Regions from separate parts of the Rattus norvegicus genome. Here region 2 is linked to region 1. Evidence: chromatin contacts called from public Hi-C data. All regions are on one chromosome and are shown on one strand. Each heading gives the region's core, a stretch centred on a gene start, on an enhancer-like site or on the middle of the called end of the contact. The rest is flanking DNA. Distances are from core to core; before and after follow the strand shown. Region 1 overlaps Stx18 (syntaxin 18). Region 2 holds the start of Msx1 (msh homeobox 1).

Evidence for each region. A called contact is a pair of places that touch in the nucleus more often than the background predicts.
Region 2: a contact with region 1 is called in a Hi-C map of Schwann cells, with 5 times the contacts expected there. The contact joins the promoter of Msx1 here to the enhancer-like site in region 1. A contact is called at or near these places in 10 of 12 Hi-C or Micro-C datasets (the A7r5 cell line, Schwann cells, frontal cortex and 6 more).

Annotation. Positions count from the first base shown.
Region 1 is chr14:76,927,580-76,930,922 of GRCr8, forward strand. The region is part of intron 1 of Stx18 (syntaxin 18); the gene reads right to left. Among named protein-coding and RNA genes, the nearest start is that of Stx18, 44 kb to the right of the region's middle. Within about 2 kb of position 1,857, at least 14 of the 93 cell types and tissues checked have an H3K27ac peak or open chromatin away from gene starts, as enhancers often do. A contact at or near this core is called in the A7r5 cell line and Schwann cells, where this site is marked.
Region 2 is chr14:77,183,942-77,187,284 of GRCr8, forward strand. Msx1 (msh homeobox 1) reads left to right here and starts at 1,861. Exons shown (of 2, transcript NM_031059.2): 1 at 1,861-2,557. The coding sequence starts at 2,089.

The sequences.
Region 1 (3,343 bases), core at 607-3,106:
GGTCTGTCGGTTGGGCGGAATGCAGGAGTTCAATGAGAACGATGGCCTCTTGTAATTCTACCAAACAGAGTATAAGATGAACAGAACACACAACTACAATGACATGAGCCCCAGAGCAGCTTAGGTTTTCTAACTAAAGGTACAGACTGGTTCCTTCAGGTATGGATCATGGTTAGTAGCCTTGGGAATCATGCTAAGGGCAGTCATGGACACTCCATGCTAGTGTGGCAGACGGTGAGGTAAGATACTCTTCCTGGATAAGGTCCTGGGAAACCAAACCAATGAGAGGGGTAGGGGTTCTCTAACTCCATGGCCCATAGTTCAAGGTCCTTCATAGCAAGTAGACAACAGGTTCCTTCCAAGCAAGTTTCTATGGGCTGCACCCACCAGCCAGCCTGTCCTGCCCAGTACAATCTATTCAGAATCGTTCCTCTGCTCTCAAGGTCTCTTTCTTTCTACCACATCCCCTCCTGACTCCCCACATACCTTCCTGGGGCCCATCGCTCATACTGACCTCCATGCATAATCATTAGTTGCCCTGCTCTTGTGAAAGAGACCCTGCACTGATGACCAAATTTACTACTCGGCCCAAATGAAGAAACCTGTCAAGGTCACACAACTAACGAATAGAAAGCCAGGATCCAAACTCTAGAATGCATGTCTTGTTGTTTTGAATTCTTTGCCATGTACTTCCAAACTTGGACTCTGTGGAATAAACTTACACCCAAAAGACAAGGCAGAGAGAAGCTGTTATGCCACCTTCTACTACTGCTCTGCACCAAGATCATGAAAATCATGCTTTGGTTATATTTACTGGCTTCTTCAAAAACAGTTGCTAAAGATTTTTTTTCCATCCATAGCAGAAAATATTTAGCAGATAAGCATTTGCTATCCTTTACAGAGCGTCCTACATGGTGTCCACTCCCTTCTGTGGTTAAGGATTAAAAAGCTTAGAACAGTGTCTTGTTCGCTTTGATTCTGAAGGCCCAGCACAGTTCCCAGCTCAACAAATGTCCATAATCATTCAGCAAATCAAAGAGAGAGCTATTGGGCTGGAGGGATGGCTCAGTGGTTTAGAGCACTGAATGCTCTTCCAAAGGTCCTGAGTTCAATTGCCAGCAACCACATGGTGGCTCACATTCACCTGTAATGGGATCTGATGCCCTCTTCTGGTGTGTCTGAATACAGCGACAGTTACTCATAGACATGAAATAAATAAATCTTAAAGAGAGAGAGAGAGAGAGAGAGAGCGCTATTTTATCAAGAACTTGTCATTAAAAAATAAGGATTAAATAGTTTACTGGAAGTTACAATGTATACACGGATTTTTAAAATAGCACTTTTTCATAGTTACTGTAAACATATTAGCATACAGCAGAGGCATATGACCTCAGAGCCAACTGTGATCAATAGTTCATACTCATCCTCAGGGCAAATGGAATCTGCAGCAACAAAATGGGTTTACCTAGTCCATGAAGTCCTTGAAGACTACTAAACACTGCTACACAAAATGCACGCACGTGCACACACACACACACACACACACACGCACACGCACACGCACATGCACACACACACGCATGTACTCACGCACACTACAAACATGGATCACAACAGTAAGGGAGGAACTGTGTGTGAAGTCAGCAACAGCAAACAAAGTAAAATTCAAGTGGGTAACCACAGATAGATTCAAATGCTCTCCATCTCATTCTCTTAGAATCCTCCCCACAGGTTGAATTTATTTTTTAGGAACAACATAAAAACTCATTTCTTTCTGAGCCAAGAACAAGCAAGCATTAGACCTAGCCTTTCATCACCCATAGTAGCAATTACAAGTTGTATTCACTAGGTGGCGCTCTCTACCGCATGGGTCCCCTGCAAGCAGCACAGTACATCAAAGTGACAGCAGCCTAGTCCTAAGATGATTTGTCTCTTGAGGATACACATTTGGTTTAAGTTTCCACTGCAGAGTTAAAGTTCTCAAGATAGGTCATGCAGATCAATTGCTCCTGTAATCCGAAACTCAAAAGAGCAAATAATATCTAAACAAGGGGAGGGGGTGGCCTGAGCTTATGAGGGTCTCTAAAAGCCAGGAGACAGTCTGCCTGGCTACCTCTAATCTCACCATCAAAACTGTTACCTTGTTCAGTTTCTGCTTCACATCAGCAAGGGACCAGCAAAAGCAACTGTGAGCAGTGGAGAGGGAGGACAGGCATGCACTGTCTCTGCTGCCTGATAGATGACAATCACTCACACTCAACAGAACCCCTGCTCTGATAACAGAAGAGCTCTGCTCTGCACTAGCCTACTTCTTTAGCAAAATGCAAGCAAAGGACAGAGCAAGCACTCTCTCCCGGGAAGCTCTGGAGAGAGGGTTTGGTAACAAGATCCACGGCCCGGCTCCACCATCCTCATTCAGCTGAGTGAATGGGAATGAAATGCCGAGTATGCTGGCCTCTGCCAACAGCACCGATGCCGCATTCCAAGAAAATCCAGGGCCTTGCCTAATCATTCTCTGTCCTCAAAAAAATAGATTCCTTTCCCTCATTATGGTCTCTCTCACACACACTGCAGAAAGACTGTTCAAGGGATAAGTTACAAAGCATTCTAATATATTTTCTTTGAAAAAGTGGAAATGTAAAAAACCAAAAAAAAAAAATAAATATATAAATAAAAACAAAAACAAAAACAAACCCTTGGTTTCTAGAACTTAAGTAACTACAGCAAGTTGACAATTGTTAAATGTTACAAAGTGAAGACTTGCCTGATAAAAACGAGTTTACTTAAATGTTCAAATAGGATAGAATACTTGGCTCCTGACATAGCATTCTAGGGTGGAGTAGAACAGCTAGGAAAATAAAGACATATACTATACCTTAACTAGGAGACTCAAATTTCATACTTTCAAAAATGATTTTACTGGGACACAAAATATTTTAAAGTCTCTACTTAAATTTTATATTTAAAACTCATGTGCGAAAGCTTTTACAGTAAACCGAGTAAAGACAAGTTTGTACTTTCTTGAACAATTTTTTCAGATGACTAAGATGTTTAAAAAATACAAATATAAACATTTCTATTCTTATCATAACAAAGAATTTCACTTTAAAATCATGTCTCAATTTGTTAGCAATAAAACTTCTCAAAATGTCACACCAAGTACCCCCGACAATAAGCATACATACTTTAAGGATCACACGGTCTTGTTTAGGAGAAAGAAGAGTCAACGGTTTATAAGACCCTCGGCCAGCTCTGATCAGATGTTAGCCTGATCACTATTCCAAGCCCTGTGTAACAACTGGCCAGCTGCAGCATCCTACCCTTTGGAATTACCCTGGGGAAA
Region 2 (3,343 bases), core at 611-3,110, 260 kb after region 1:
AAATCGGCTAATGCGGCAGAAGGAGTTGATCTAGCAACAGCTTAATTAGTTCTAAAACTACAGAAGTTCTCCGTACCCGTACCCTTCAGGCTTCGAGCTGGAAGTTCGGCCTACACTCTCACTTAGCTTTCGTTTGCAGGACTTTAAAACGGGATGGCATGGCTTCTCCTTCCCATACACATGGAACAAACCTCAGGGGACCCAGTATAGCGGGCGTCCAGCTGGGCCTAAATGAGCTTGAGTCCCAAGCCCTACGCAATGCCTGCTCAGCAGCCTCAGAAATGTAAGAAATCCGGACATTTCACCGAAGCGAGTATTCCCGAACCCGCCCCAGGCCTTACTATTTTTCCAGGCCCTGTGGGCAGAGGTGAGGCTCCGATCTCTCTGGCCTCCGCAGCCCGACCCCTCCTTCCAGACCCCGGACGCCGTCTGGGTAATAAAGTAATTCATTTTCCTTAATCTGGTCGCCCCTAATCTACAGCTTTTTATTGCGCCCAGTTAAAAGGCCAGGGAATTCGCTATCCCTCCGTGCTCGGATAATTACCCCTAAATGGCCACGGCAGCCCCTTGTGTTTCCTGGAGATTAGAGCCCGGCGGTCATCAATGCTCAGTCCCGGTGAGCCGCCAATCACCTCCTCCAAACTCCCCCGGAGCCGCGAGCCTGGGCCCTGGGATAAGAGGCCATAAAAAGACCCCCCCTCCCAAACAGCCTGTCCGAACTCAGTTTACAAGATCTTCTGTGACCCCCCCCCCCACTTTCCTTCTTTTTATATCAGCCGAAATAAAAACACGTTTCCTTCGAAATCGGGCAAACAAAACTTCTTAAGCCTTGCATCAAATATACCGCCAGGATCCTTTTTTTTTTTTTTTTTTTTTTTTTTTTTGTACTGCCCCATCCTCAAATGGTCCTCCACTCTGCACCAGCAGAGACCCACAGTTAGTAAAGTGTGATTGTTTTTGAGGATTCATTGTCTGAGGTCATGGTGAGGCCAGAACGACATTTTGTTGGTGGGTTCTGTTGCTTTTATTTCAATCAATCTTCATCCAAGGGATCCAATGGCTGCTTTGGCTAGTAGCAGTTCTCTCGTAGAGGTGTAACTTTCTGGAGAAAAGTACAGGGATGGGGTAGGTGTTTTGTATGAAAATCAAACTCATTTTCCAGATCATGTTACATGTTCCTGTACCCACAGAACAAACGACCCAGGCTTCCTTTGACTAACTTTGTCCATCCCTTGGAGACAAAGGCCCATTTTTACCCCGAGGTAAATTTTTGAAGATAGGAAGACATAAGACACTTAGGGTGTTTTGTTTTGTTTTGTTTTGTTTTAAAGAAATTAGTATTATCCCTTGCTACTCTGACAAATAACTATTATCTTTCAAGGCATACACCAAAAAAATTTTTTTAAGTAAACCGAAGTAAAATCTTTGTGGTCGAGAAAGGGGGCCCGAAGGGGGAAGGGGGACAGAAAGAGATCGCACGGACCATAAGAGAGACTGTAGAGAGAAAGTAGGCTATGGAGGGGAACGGAAGAAGTGGGTAAAGGACGGTGGAGGACGACTAGGGCAGAAGAGAAGTACTAATAAAGTTCCTCTGGAACTTGGTAGAATCCACATTCCGGAGTGTGGAGGCCCAGCCGAACCGATGCCCACCCGGCTAAGCTAGGCGGAAAGGCTCCCCAGGTACCTCCGGCTCTGTCCCGCCAGTGCCGGCCGGGCCCTTCCCTGAGCGCCCCCAGGCCGGGCGCGCCTCGGGGCAGGAGCGCAGCCCAATGGTTCTCTCCGGGCCCGCCCCCTCGCTCGCTGATTGGCCGCTGCCGCGCTGGCCTTGCCTTATTAACAAGTTCTCAGGGGAGCGGCGGCGGACCCGGAGCCGGCGAGTGCGCCCGGGAACTCGGCCTGCGCGGCGCAGGGATCCAGGCCCAGCTCGCTGGAGTTGGCCTTCCAGGGAAGCTGCAGGAGACTCGCGCGCGACAGCGGGCCGGACCAGATCCCTGGGAGCTCACAGAAGCCGGCCGCGCTCCCAGCCCGCCCGAAACCCATGATCCAGGGCTGGCCCGAGCTGCGGCTGGAGTGGGGGTCCGGCTCTGCATGGCCCCGGCTGCTGCTATGACTTCTTTGCCACTCGGTGTCAAAGTGGAGGACTCCGCCTTCGCCAAGCCTGCTGGGGGAGGCGCTGGCCAGGCCCCCGGGGCTGCTGCGGCCACTGCAACCGCCATGGGCACAGATGAGGAGGGGGCCAAGCCCAAAGTGCCCGCTTCACTCCTGCCCTTCAGCGTGGAGGCCCTCATGGCCGATCACAGGAAGCCCGGGGCAAAGGAGAGCGTCCTGGTGGCTTCCGAAGGGGCTCAGGCGGCGGGTGGCTCGGTGCAGCACTTGGGCACCCGGCCCGGGTCTCTGGGCGCCCCGGACGCGCCCTCCTCGCCGCGGCCTCTCGGCCATTTCTCTGTTGGGGGACTCCTCAAGCTGCCAGAAGATGCTCTGGTGAAGGCCGAGAGCCCGGAGAAGCTAGATCGGACCCCGTGGATGCAGAGTCCCCGCTTCTCCCCGCCCCCAGCCAGTGAGTAGCCAGCCCTGGATGGAGAGCGAAGGGGCCAGGAGGGGGTGTGGGGCCCGAGGGCGCCAGGCCGCGCGCCGGCGCCGGCTTGTCTCGGGCGTCGGCGTACCTGCAACTGGGTACCTGGAGGCCGTGCAGAGGTTGCGTTGGCGGGAAGGCCGCCTTTGAGTCTCTTCCCACTCCCACCCAGGAAGAGAGTTTGAGGCCTAAATCAGGCAAAGCTCTTAGTCCGTTTTCCCGCGCTCCTTGCCTCGGAGTAGTGTCTCGGAGACTGTCAGTTCATTTGTAGCGCGCTGGTGTCCGTGTACCCTCTTATTCTTCCGGTACTCAGGACACCGCGGGTGCCTTGCTCCTCCACCTGACTCTAAACTCAGTTATTTTGCACCGCGATTTGGATGGTCGCTGCGGCCAGTACATCCTCGCTCTGCGGAGTTTCACTTTCTACTGGTAAAAGGCTATAAGCTCGCGCTCCCCATTTAAAGAATCTCTCAAGGGGTTCGGGAGCGCTGCAAAACTTCTGCCCCACCGCGCATCTAATTCTAAGCAGAAACTTGGTGTTTTGGGTTGGTGGATGATTTAGCAAGAGGGGACAATCACGGACTAGTGGGGAAGGGGGCGGGGCAACGAGACGGCCAAAGGAGCTCTCTAATCACCGCTTTGCTAGTTCCCGAATGTTTTGGACAAGGCTTTCGAAGCGGACCCAGCAGTCAGCGACATGTTGTTCCAGAATAGTCCTAAGTTCTTGCGGCCCTTAGGCTTCCTTTCCCCAGCGAACCCGCTCGAAGATAT